Linked DNA regions of Triticum aestivum: region 1 is linked to region 2. Evidence: chromatin contacts called from public Hi-C data. All regions are on one chromosome and are shown on one strand. The core of a region is the stretch at or near the end of the contact, and the rest is flanking DNA. Distances in the headings are between cores, read along the strand shown. Region 1 has its middle 68 kb from the start of LOC123058259. Region 2 holds the start of LOC123061029 (cyclic dof factor 2).

What was found. Hi-C and Micro-C count contacts between places; a contact is called where the count stands out from the background.
Region 1: a contact with region 2 is called in a Hi-C map of leaf, with 8 times the contacts expected there. The contact joins the enhancer-like site here to the promoter of LOC123061029 in region 2. A contact is called at or near these places in 2 of 5 Hi-C or Micro-C datasets (both in leaf) and 1 of 1 datasets of contacts at active chromatin or transcription factors (leaf).

Annotation. Positions count from the first base shown.
Region 1 is chr3A:220,052,550-220,058,505 of IWGSC CS RefSeq v2.1, forward strand. No RefSeq gene overlaps it. Among protein-coding and RNA genes, the nearest start is that of LOC123058259, 68 kb to the right of the region's middle. Within about 2 kb of position 2,907, at least 1 of the 8 cell types and tissues checked has an H3K27ac peak or open chromatin away from gene starts, as enhancers often do. A contact at or near this core is called in leaf, where this site is marked.
Region 2 is chr3A:219,916,341-219,923,151 of IWGSC CS RefSeq v2.1, forward strand. It overlaps LOC123061029 (cyclic dof factor 2), which reads right to left and starts at 1,616. Exons shown (of 2, transcript XM_044483928.1): 1 at 1,253-1,616. The coding sequence starts at 1,420.

The sequences.
Region 1 (5,956 bases), core at 1,657-4,156, 140 kb after region 2:
ACTTTGTGTGTGGGTGTGTGTGTGTGTGTGGGTGGACCTTTGCTATACCTTGTGGCTATGATGGTTTATTTATAAAGCGGGGCGAAAGCCTTTTTCGGTATAAAAGGTCATATTTTGCAATCCTGGTTGTAGGTGCTCAGAGTATCCCAACGGAGCCAGCGTTTTATGTTTGCTCTTGCTGTTTAATTTTTTCCATCCAGTTATTAGAGTGTAAAAGAACAAAGTTTTTTTATTACGAACATTTCGTTTGACTTATGACAAGCAAAAATTTGAGACACTATTTTCCCAACCTAGTTGTGAACCCCGATCAATAGACAGGAGCTTTTTTTTGGAAAAGAAGGCGTGCCCCCGGCCTCTGCATCTGAATGATGCATGCATCCATATTATTAAAAGTCTCGAAAAACAAATAGTATCCAAAGTATTACAGCTCGCAAAAAGGAACGGGATGACAAAGCCATAAAAGACCTCAAGATTACAACCGATGATGGTAACAGGACTAGAGACCTAAACTCCTATCCTTTTAAGCGTCCGTCATCCAAATCGGTTGAATATAACCCGTGCTACCATCTCCCATTGGTTGCACCCAATAACCAGCGGCTCCCTGGATTCCGTAGGAGTGAGTAAGGACCATGTACGGATCCATGCAGTAGCTCTAAAGATAACCTGCAAGAAGTTTAAAAATTGTTGCCTGTTAAAGATCATATCGTTCCTGCAGTTTCATATAGCCCACAAAAAAGCACATATTCCAACTCGAATATGACTCGTAGTATTGCGATCCACCCCATCTAACCACGTCCCAAACAACGATTCAATGTTAATTGGAGGGGCAATGTTGAAATCTATATGAATAGTGCGCCATAAAAGTTTTGCCAAAGGACAATCGATGAAAAGGTGTTGTATTGTTTCATTATTATCACAAAAACAATATCGTGAGCTGCCTACCCAATGTCGTTTTAACAGATTGTCTTTGGTGAGTATCACTTGTTTATGTACGAACCACATGAAAATTTTGATACGCAAGGGGACCTTAACTTTCCAGATATGAATGGATCTCGGGAGGAAGCCAGAGTTAATTAGGTCCAAATAAAATGATTTGACCGTGAATGAGCCATTCTTGGTCAGTGTCCAATGTAAGGAATCCGATTGGTCGGTTAATTGTACATCCATCACTCTCCGTACTAGATGTATCCATGAATTCCATCTCTCCCCAACCAAAGATCGCCTAAACTGAATATTTAGAGGTACCGATTGTAATATCGTGCCAACGTAATCTTCCTTACGTTGGACAATATTATATAGACTTGGATATTGAACAGCTAAGGGCGTCTCCCCTAGCCATGTATCCTCCAAAAATTGTGTTGACATCCCATTGCCAATAGTGAATTTGGTTCTACGAAAGAATAAGTCTTTAGTTCTCATTAGGCCCTTTCAGAAAGGCGAATCGGATGACCTCACGTTAACTTGTGCTAGAGTTTTGGACTGTAAATATTTGTTTCGTAAAATTTGTGCCCACATCCCGTCGTTCTCTACCGAAAGCCTGAAAAGTCATTTGCTTAAAAGACATTTATTCTTGATCTCTAGATTCTCAATGCCGAGACCCCCCTGGTCCTTAGGTCGACATAATATATCCCAGCGAGCTAAGCGGTATTTCTTCTTGGCCTCATCAGACTGCCAGAAGAATCGAGATCGGAAGAAGTCTAGTCTCCTTCGTACCCCTTTAGGTACCTCAAAAAAGGAGAGCAGAAACATCGACATACTTGTCAAGACAGAGTTAATGAGTACTAGTCGACCACCATAGGACATTAACTTGCTTTTCCAACAACTTAACTTCTTTTCAATTCGGTCCTCGATGCACTTCCACTCCTTAATGAATAATTTCCGATGATGAATAGGTATGCCCAAATAGCTAAAAGGCATTGACCCTAGTTCACAACCGGTGCCACTCTAGGTATGCCCAATAGAGAGGAGCTAGGAAGGGTGACCTAATCACCGGTGCCACTCTGGTTCACTCACCTCCGTAGACTACTCCAATGAATCCCATCTTATCCTCTTGCTGGCATGGCTCATATTGTATATATTGGTGAGGATCCGTGTGGCACCAATGTGAATATAAGTGAACTGAATTGAAAGCGATAATTTGTTCTAAAAAATCATTTGTCCATAAAACATATATTCATTTCAGGCAGTTAGCAGCCCACCAGATGCTCCTATAGATGGAAGATATTCAAACTTATTCAATCTCGTGGGGTAGAGGACGTGGGCATAGCCCAGTGGTTGGGGGCGCATGATTGTAAACCCAACGACCAGAGTTCGATTCACGTCGGGGACGAATTTCTGGAATTCTCATGAGGGATGCTTCTTCTATATCAATAAAACCGTGGGTGCTAGTGCCCATGGAGTTTCATTTTTTTTTAATCTCGTGGGGTAATTTTTTTTAACATAACCATGATCAAAGGATTTTCTTTTCTTCTTCTTCTTCTTCTTGCAAGCATATGATAGAGCAACCAGATTCCTCAATCTTATTAGCAGTAGCTATCCATTTGTCAGTAGGTTAAGCACTGACCTAGTAAAATCATGGTTACCAACGCATACGCCCTATGGTTTCACGGTAGATTAAGCACTGACTAGTTGTGTATACCGCACGTTACGTTACTACTAGTAGTAATAAGTACTCCCTATGTAAACTAATATAAAAGCGTTTAGAGTATTAAAATAGTGATCTAAACGCTTTTATATTAGTTTACAGAGGGAGTATAAAAAAGCTGGCTTTGGTGGAAGCTCTGTTCCCAGCCACATAATTAAACCCGAACCGATTTCCACGTATCAAAATCCATTAGCGCATGGGCTAGGACCCACCTTGACCGGCAGCCCCCACGAGCCACATGGCACACAGGATCTCCCATCCCAAAACAATCCAGACCATATGTTGGTTGCAAGCACAAGTGCCATTTTCGCATGGAATCGGGTCACTTTTGTGTAGGACCCGACCCGGAGGTGCTTTCTTGCACCACGCGGGTTTCTGTGGATCAGGGTGAAAGAGAGAAAAAGAACGCTTCCTTTTGCTTCTCTCTTGTAGAGTCACTTGGACCGTTCAACACTAGAGACACTCCTCTCAACTACCCAAAGTTCAACACTAGAGGATATTCTTGCATGGGGGCCGGACAAGATGGGTGTCTTCTCTGTGAAGAGTGCATACCACTTTGCGTTCGACGAGATTCACAGGTTCAATACAGTATCTTCCAGTTCGTCGCCGACCGGGGCAAGAAGTTGCTGGAAGTTCATCTGGAGGTGTGGTGCTCCGCCAACAATGGCAAAGTTTGCATGAAGGGTCGCGACGGATGGACTGCCAACATGGAAAAATAAGCATAAGATTGGTCTGGAGACCACGAATGTTTGCCCGGTTTGTGGATTAGACACGGAAGATAATTTTCACCCGTTCGTGCGCTGCCAATTGGGGAGGGATCTTTATTTGAGAATGGCCAAAGTCTGGAGATTACCTCAGCTACAGTCAATTGTTAATTGTGGTAGGGAGTGGCTACTGCAAGTTCTCGCGCCTATGAGTGATATTGAGAGGTGTATGATTCTCCTTGTGCTCTGGAGAAGTTGGTACATACGCAATGAGGTGGTGCATCATAAACCGGCACCGCAGATGGAAGTATCGGTCCGTTTCCTACAGAGTTACCTTCACTCTCTGATGGCCATTAAGAACGATAAAGGGGTGGACTCGGTGAAAGGGAAAGCCAGTATGATGATGGATCTTCAAACGGCTGCTGTAAAGGCTAAGCTATCTCGTTGGGAAAAACCGAAGCAGGGGTGGACAAAACTGAATACGGACGGAGCTTTTGTGTCATGTGAAGATGCTGGGGCAGGCATGATCTTAAGAGATGAGTCAGGAGGTATCATCTTTTCTGCATGCAGGGCGATACGGGTATGCCGGGATGTGTTGGAGGCTGAACTTCGCGCTTGCCTGAAGGGCCTGACTGCTTCGGTCCAACGAACTACATTGCCGATACAAGTTGAGCTTGATTCTTCTGTTGCGGTGGCCATGATCACATGTGGTGATATTGATCGTTCGATCTACTCGTCTTTAGTTAGTGAGATCAGAGATTTATTAAGTCTTTATCAAACTCGTATTACTCACGTCGCTCGTTCTCGAAATAAGGCGAGCGACTTGCTAGCTTCTTTTGGTCGCCTAAATAATAGGACTATGACTTGGTTAGGGTCGGGTCCTCCTGAAGTGTTGGAGGTAGTTGCTGATGATTGTAATGAGACCATGATTGAGTAATACAAGGTTTTGAGTTCGCAAAAAAAATCGCTGCATGTCACCAGGGGAAAAATGTTGAGGAATGAGGATTAGGGCGTGCTTGCGCGCGCGATCAACCCGCTCCGTAAGACTGAAAATGCCCTGTGAGCAGGGACCATGCGTCATATGGGAAGTTTTTTAGGCCAGTGCTAGGAGGCGGCGCGCCGGTTCAAATTTCGGCCCGTCGTCGTGCACCCACACGATACGTGTGTGCTTAACTATCCGATTAAGCCGCTGCATAGCTCTCATGTACAATTTTTTTTCCTCGATGCAATTCCTTCCTACCCCTGCTTGCACGCCCCGCGTAGCCTCCCGCTTGCAGCTTGTCGTCGCCGCCCGCCGGCGCAGCTCTCCAGCCCCCCTCCCCCTGCCCCGCCAACTATAGCGCTGTGCGCGAGGTCGCAGCTTGCCATGGCCGGTTGTAACTTTTCCCCATGAGGAAACATTTGAGGGTTGCGGCACGAGGTCGCAGCTCGCCACAAAGAAGCTTCCACCGATGATGGTTGCAGCACCGGCGTCGGTGCCGGTTCCAACACCCGTTAAGCAAAAAAAAAGTCGCTATCAAGGAAACATATCAGCTGGGTGCAGCTTCCCCATGGTAGCAAATAATCTTATGGGTGGAAGCTTTTTTGGTGGTCGGTAGCAACAAAAATCAGGGCTCACCGTCGCGGCCGTAGAAACTCCCCAGTCGATGTAGCAAAAACACTTGCTGGTCCCAGCTCAGGGTCCCGCCGGTTGTAGCAAAAAGCTGTACTGGTTCCAGCTTGGGCTTCACCGGTTGTAGCAGAAACATGTGTTGGTACCAGCTCCTGCCTCGGTCGGTGGTAGCAAAAATTCTCGCTGGTTCCAGCAAAACCGGGTGGGCGGATGGGGAGGAGGAGGTGGTGGTCCAAAGCAGTGCGTGCATGGTCGCGTCCCGCGAGGGATTAGAGATGGGGAAAAAGAAAGGAGGAACGATGCGGGAGGAAGAAGATAAGGCCGAGGGAGTCGGTCGGTGTGTGGGCCAGGAGAAAATGGGGACGTTCAGTCGTCCCAGATCGGACGAGACTGGCAAGGCCAGCCGAAGTTTCAGTCGGTGCTCCGGCTCGAAACGTTTTTCATTTTTAGGGGCCCTTGCATCGCATAGGAGTGTCACGTACACTCACGCCACTTGCTGGCCCACTGGGGCGCGAGCGAGTTGTTTTCCTAGCGGGCGATGTAAAAATCCAAAAAGGACAGTCCATTGACGCCAAGGCTACACACAACCGTCTTCTAATAGAAACCGCCTACGGGCAACGCCTAGCGGGCCGACCCATTTATCTGTTGCCATTCGCTGTACACACATCCTTGTTTGGTTTTTTTCCCTATTTGGTTTCCTTTTTGTTTTTCTTTTTTTTTGCTTTGCACTGGTTTGTCATTTTCTTCTTTGTTTTTTCAATGATTTTTTGGTTTATTCTTTTTCATCTTCTTTATACTTTTCTTTTCTTTCTTTCTTTCTTTCTTGGGTTTTTGGCTTTCCTTTTTGTTTCTTTTGTTGGTTTTCACATGGTTTGTTTTTCAATACACGTGTACCCTTTTTTCATATGCATTCAACATTTTTATATGTTCTTAATTTTTTTGTTTTATACCCGTTTAACATTTTTCAAGTACATGTTCAATATTTTTTTACAAAAA
Region 2 (6,811 bases), core at 366-2,865:
CTGCTTGAACACAAAATCGAAATTCGATCAGCTTAGCGCAGCGGCAATAGACACTTGTAAGTTGGGCCAAAAAAGAGCAAATAAAAGATGTACTGTACGACATATGGTGACATATGATATGACATACGATTTTGCGTGCCCTGCTTTAACAAGATAAAGGTATTCTGGGTCAGGTGTTCAAAACAGAAGCCCCCCCAGGTGACCACTCGTGAACAAATGAAGATGAGAAGCCCCTTGAAGGACCACCGCATGCTCAAAACAAGCTGAATTCTGCATGGATGGCTTACTCTGCACTCCTAATAACCACTTCTGAGGAAGCAGCATGACAACACCCTACCAACTCTGTTGTGTCCTCACCCAGCCATCTATATGTAGGCAACATGTGGTATGTCTTCTTCTGTTCATGCACCAAATGGAAGTGATAACTAACTTTTCAATTTACTCCAGTTATGGTAATAATTCCGTGTTCAACTTCATTTTGTCTAACGAAATAAGGTGTAACAAAAATGAGAAGAAGAGGAAAGGCAAATGATATACAAAAATGGTTTGCTGGTTCCCAGGCGACCGAGAAATTACTATTTCTAAGCTACTTCAAAACAAATGTTCGATTGGGTCATCAAGATTTGTTCAAGTACAAAACTATGACAGTAGTATCTTGATCGGAAGGCTATTACCGTTGACTCAGAGATTAGTAACTCCGAGGAGCCCCATACAGTATAATATAAAAATGAATAGACGATTATTAATCCCCATTAATCAGCATCTCGCTCACAGCATGGTAGTACAATTATTGTTGTACCTCCGGACCCCACAGCTAGGAGACCTTTCGCTGCAGCTTTTTTGGAAACAAAGATAGAGCCCAAATAGGAGAAACCGACGTCCAACTGTGCCTGGCCAAAGAGATTACCCCTCCTGTACTTTTGGACCTATCCATTCTGAGATCCAGACGAAACCCGGTCTATTTTATCATCCTGCGGGTCACCTGATCAGCATGACATCCTCGCCGTTTATCTAAACCTCGAGTCCACTCTATAAAATTCTAAACCTCGAATCCACCCACCCTCGTTCTCCAATTCGATCGCCGGATTCTAAACATTTTGTAGTAATTTTTATTTTTATTACAAGTAAGTATTTTGCAATATGCAGACTCTAAACATGATGGGATGAAGGTGCGCCTCCTTGATTTCGCACGGAAACCGAGGAACATGCATATTGAAATTGTCGATCAAACAAAAGCCCTCCTTGAGCTAACCTTATTATTATCAGCCTCTGCCTCGGCCTCTGACTCCTGCGGCGGCGGCGGCGGTGGGTGCTCGGAGCCGGCCGTCGCCTCCGCTTCCGGCGGCCCGGGCGCAGCGTCAGGAACCAACGGGATCACCCGCCCGAAGAGCTTTATGCCAGAATCCATCTGATCCGACATCGTCGATCCCACCCGCGGACCCGGCAAGGATCGATCGCGGGCTGCCGCTGCCTCTGCTATTGCCACTGCAAGTTGAGCGAAGTTGCGAGAGAGCAAACACCGAGCTGGTGGAGGGAGAGATGAGGGGAAGGGGGGCTAATGGATATAGCTGCTACTCTACATGGGGAATATGGGATTGAAGTATCAAGCCGAAGGGGCAAAAATAAAAGGTACTAGGGTGAATTTCACACTGGGGACTTCTTTTATTAAGAAATGGGTTTAATGCACGCGTGTCCTCTACCAGTATAATAATTGCACAAGCATCCCAGTGAAATGATGCTAGTAAGTAGTATTCCCAGTACACCAGTAATTCATGGGTCCTTTTTTTACCTAAAAAAATCATGGGATGTTTTGCGAATGGATACATTTACGGCAATAACATAGGAACTTTGCTTCGGTATATTATCCCATAAAAGTTAAACGATTTTGATGAGATTAAATATGGAGATTAGAAGGTATTGTACCATTTAATGAAAAAGGATAATATAGTCTCAGGCTAGTAGTAACATCACTAGTAACATCACACTTTTCAAGATAATTTTGCTTATGTGGTGCACATATTTAATGATGAGAGAGGTGATGGTGATAACTTAGTTAGTTACTGTAATATCACACATACCAAGACAATATGAGTCTATAGGCTAATAAATGACGAATAATCACGAGTGGACATGGTGCTACGCGCGGTCAGTATCAGGCCCGCTCATTCCCATGTGATTCGTGCAGTCCAAATACGAGTAGCATGTATACTGAGATTGATGTGTTGTATACTACAAAGCATTCTGCATTCATATTACCTACGCCCTCGCCAAGAGATGGCCCACAAGGCAGGGTCAGGCATTCAAACGAGCAGTGCATTTGAGCATACGTCAATTAAGTCGGGCCTGCAAGACCAGGACCCCCTCAGCTGCAGCTCATTAAGTCACCCAGGAAGTTTTTATGGAAACAGTTCAGGGCCTTTTATGTTTGACATCACCCAGCGGAAACCCCTTGGGTTAGTTGGACTGGCTAGAGACTAGAGTAACTTCTCATTAAACAAGCTTGACTAAATATTCTGACATAAACATTTATCGTCTCTCAATACAATGTACTGCAAGTGTTAGCCAATATTACCGATGATCAATGGAAACCATCCTTCTATTGGTCAGTTCGATTCCTTAAGCCACTTTTTTTCTTCCAAAAACCATATGACGGTGATCTTTTGAACAACCTGACACACATTTTTGGGTAGCTTAGAACAAGACTAATTTAGGATACATTTCAAACATGTTTAAATTCACTTATTTCGCTCAACCTATTTCAGTGTAACTGCTTAGAACAACACTTACAAGTGAAATCTGATTTTGATTGCAGCGACCTTATTTTTTTGAAATGAGCGAAACATGTTTTCTTGAGTAGTTGAAGTTTATTTTAGTAAAATTATTTTTTTAGAAGAGCGGATTTTTTTAAATGAGTGCACGGGTACCGGTACATAGCGAATATTTTCAATCTTCCTTTTGAAACGAGTGAAATAAAATAGTGCATTATCTTGTTTTAGATGAGTGAAATCACTGTATTTTGAATATGATTGAAATTATTCATTTTCAATTGACTGAAACGAGTGCAATCTATTTTGTGAAAAGAGTGAAATCATTTTTGTTGAAAATAATTGAAATTATTAGTTTGAATTGAGTCAAACAAGTGGAATCTAATTTTGTAAAGGAGTGTGGAATAAACAAGTGAAATATGTTGTTCTAAACGAATGAAATCATTCTTTTCAAAAATCATTGAAATTATTCATTTGAATTGAGTGAAATGAGTGGAATCTGTATTTTGAAATGAGTGAAGTATGGAGTATGTTGTTTTAAACGAGTGTAATTGTTTTTAAATGATTGAAAACATTTGTTTGAATCAGGTGAAATGAGTGGAATGGGAGCGGCGTTTTGGCTCTTGGGTGCATCTGCAATGCGGGTGAATAGTAAAATAATTAAAAATAGTAAAAGAAAATGAATATTTCTTGTGATGCCAGATGCTTGTATTCGTGAAGTCCGTGCTAAATTTCGTGTAGTTCAGACGTTTTAGTAGCTGTCGCAAAAGAGACAAATTTCGTATCTATGAGAAATATTTGAAAACAACACTGTTCGAAGCTCACTTTGTCTTTTTTGCCATGAGCTCCTGGAATATAATTTAGCCATGAAATTTTGCATTAATTGGCGCACTCAAGCATCTTAGATAAAAAAATCAGCTTTTTTGAATTTTTTTATTTTATTTTTACTATTCACCGGGTGCAGATGGGCCTGACCCCGAATTGAATATCAGAGTGGCATCTATTTTTCTTAAAGGAGTGAAATAAATGAATGAAGTACATCATTCTAAATAAATAATTGAAAACATTTGTTTGAATCGAGTGAACGAGTGGAGTCTGTTTTTTTAACGAGCGAAATATGTTGTTCCAAACGAATGAAATTTTTTTCCTTTGAAAATAATTGTGATTATTTGTTTGAGTTAAGTGAAGTGAGCGTAATCTGTTTTTTCAAAGAGTGGGGTGTATTTTAAATGAGTGCAATAGTTATTTTTGAAAATCAGGTTAGGGCCGTTTCCAGGGTGGTTAATCTTTCAGCACTTGTTGTTCGCTGGTCAGGCATCTGCTTTGCTTTTCCTGCACTAATCGAGCAAAAGAAGGAATGTGAGACCGGGCTGGAAAATTCTAACACATGAGATGTAAACAGGCATCTCCCACGTTCCACTTAAGCATCCAGATCCATAAGTTGCCCAAAAAATTGTCGACATGCTAGGGGTTGAGGCAACAGAGAGATGATTATAGGTGGGCTCATTGAATCGTACCCAAAAGAAACCGAAAACCACAGATCAAGTATAGCTTTAACCGGCTAACCTGTTAAACTCCGTTTCTGCAAAAGCCATCACAGGAGTGGGCCAGATGCTATTAATGCTCGTACGAATACATGCTCATCTCGTAGCAGCCCTCGTCACAGGGGATGGCATAACGGATCTTGATGGTGGGCAGACATCATTAAGCATGCCCCTCGCTCCAAGCCTTGCCCTGTGGAAAAGCAGATGGAGAAGAGGAGATGTATAACGCTACGTATTCAAGTGCGTCCGTGATCAACGCGTCAGGTATTACAAATGGGCCTATATTAAGTAGCCATCTTGATGCGCAGCGGGACATCTCAGATTACGGCATCGCGTAGCTGCATGTCCCAAAAATTCACATCTAATAAATGAACCATAACATGACAACACACATATGTTACTACCCATTGTGAAGGTAGTAACTTAGCCTAGTAAAATATGATGTTACTAGTTTAAGTTACTCCCCATTATGGCTAGTCTAATAGTGGGAGTAACTGTACTCCCTCTGTTTTTAGTTAGTCCGCATATTAGCTTTGGTCAAAGTCAAGCTTTGTAAACTTTGACTAAGTTTATAAACAAAAATATTAACATATACAATAAAAGATCAATACCACTAGATTCATTATTGAATGTACTTTCACATCATATAGATTTGTTATGGTAAATGTTTATATATTTTTCTATAAACTTGGTCAAACTTTGCAAAGTTTGACTTCGGTCAAATCTAATATGCAGACTAAATAAAAATGAAGGGAGCAGTAATATAGCGCAGTTCAAGAAAATTTTGCTTATGTGACATGTAGTTAATAAGGAGAGAGGTGTTTAGAGAAACATAATATGTTACTGTAACATAGCGTTTCCCAAGAAAGGATGAGTCTACAAGCTAATAAATGAAACCATCTATAACACTACTACTCCCTCCTTTTCGATTTATAAGGCTTATCTCAAAATTTTAGTTTTTCCATTTTATAAGGCTCAATTGGTTGTTCCCCATCACATGTTCAGACTTCAAGGTGCATTAAATCATTGCATGCAAGTATTAAGAGAAAACTGGCCAATGCGTGCACTTTATGCATGCATGCATTGCAATTAATGCATTTGTAAACACATTTTTTTGACGAAAATAAGAGCATTAATTGAGTGCTTTTGCAAACTATAAAAAATATTCTACCACTCATCATCTCCTTTGGTTGGTAAGATTTTTGAATTGAGCCTTATAAACCGGAAAGAAGGGAGTACTATGTTACTTTGCACTATAAAAATAGTAATTTAGACTAGTGTTATATGTATGCGAAAATGCATAGGCGCATCTGCGGGCTCATCCTCCCTATATCTCACCATTGAGTAAGCATAGGGATCTGTACCGCTATATTAGTCTGCGTGTATTTCTCAAATTTAATTAAACGTATGCTTTCTTTTAGGAGAGGTATTTTTCTATAATCTTACTTATCCCTGACAAAGAATAAATACATCAACGTGTGAACACATTTACATGTGAACGATTGCACACTTGGGCTGGACATCTGACAATGCCCCACATGCATGTAAATTTTAAGAGCTCTACGTTTTGAATCATATAAACACATCTAATAAATGCAGCTTGTGGAGTACCAAGTTCCTAGGAAATTTCTTTCAATGCTAATTCCTAGACAATTGTGTAGGTAAATCCGAGAGATTTTTCAACATATTTCATATTGTTTTTTTTTCTTAAGTGAAAAACTGAGAACTTCATGATAATAGTTCTAGAAACTTATTCATAATAATCCCAGTTTTTTTTGAAAATCTGAGGAATTATTCTCTTCTGGAAAGCTGAGGATTTAATAATAAAATTCTAAGAAAGGTGCAATTAATCGTCAAAATCAAAACAAATGTATCCCGTCACATAGACACAAACGAAATTGCTACATGCCATCGGTGGAAGAGAAAGTTTCTTTCTTTACATTTTTACAGTGCTTCATCATGGTTCTTTTTATTAAATGGACGTGTACGAAAAGTCTTTGCCATTCATTGCTTGGTTGAAATCTTTGCTATGTTTGTCAGGCACAGTACCTCAAATTGAATGACTATGGAGAGCATCTACTGCTGCCATATACACAAGCACGATGTATTGCGCTCTCGCTGCCACTTAAACTAAAACCTGCACCGATCCCCAAACGAACAACTAGTGGCTTTAATTCAAGGGGTGTGCGTCACCGTGTGCTCTTCGTCCGTCTCCCATATACATGACATTAGTATAAGTTACTCCCCACTATGACCAGCTTTATGTATCCAAATCAATCTACTCAATGTGTTTGGTCTACAGGCTAATATGGCGATAGCCTTTTTAAATAACTCTAAGATTCATGCAAACTTTTCAGGGGGTGTAGTAGTATCATAACATTTTTTGCAAAAATAAGATCATAATCTTCTACTAAAACATTTGTCTCATTAGCATGTTAAAGACCACGTTTTATGTTCAAAACAAGAACGGTTTAAGGCATATCTAATTATCCACAGAGACAT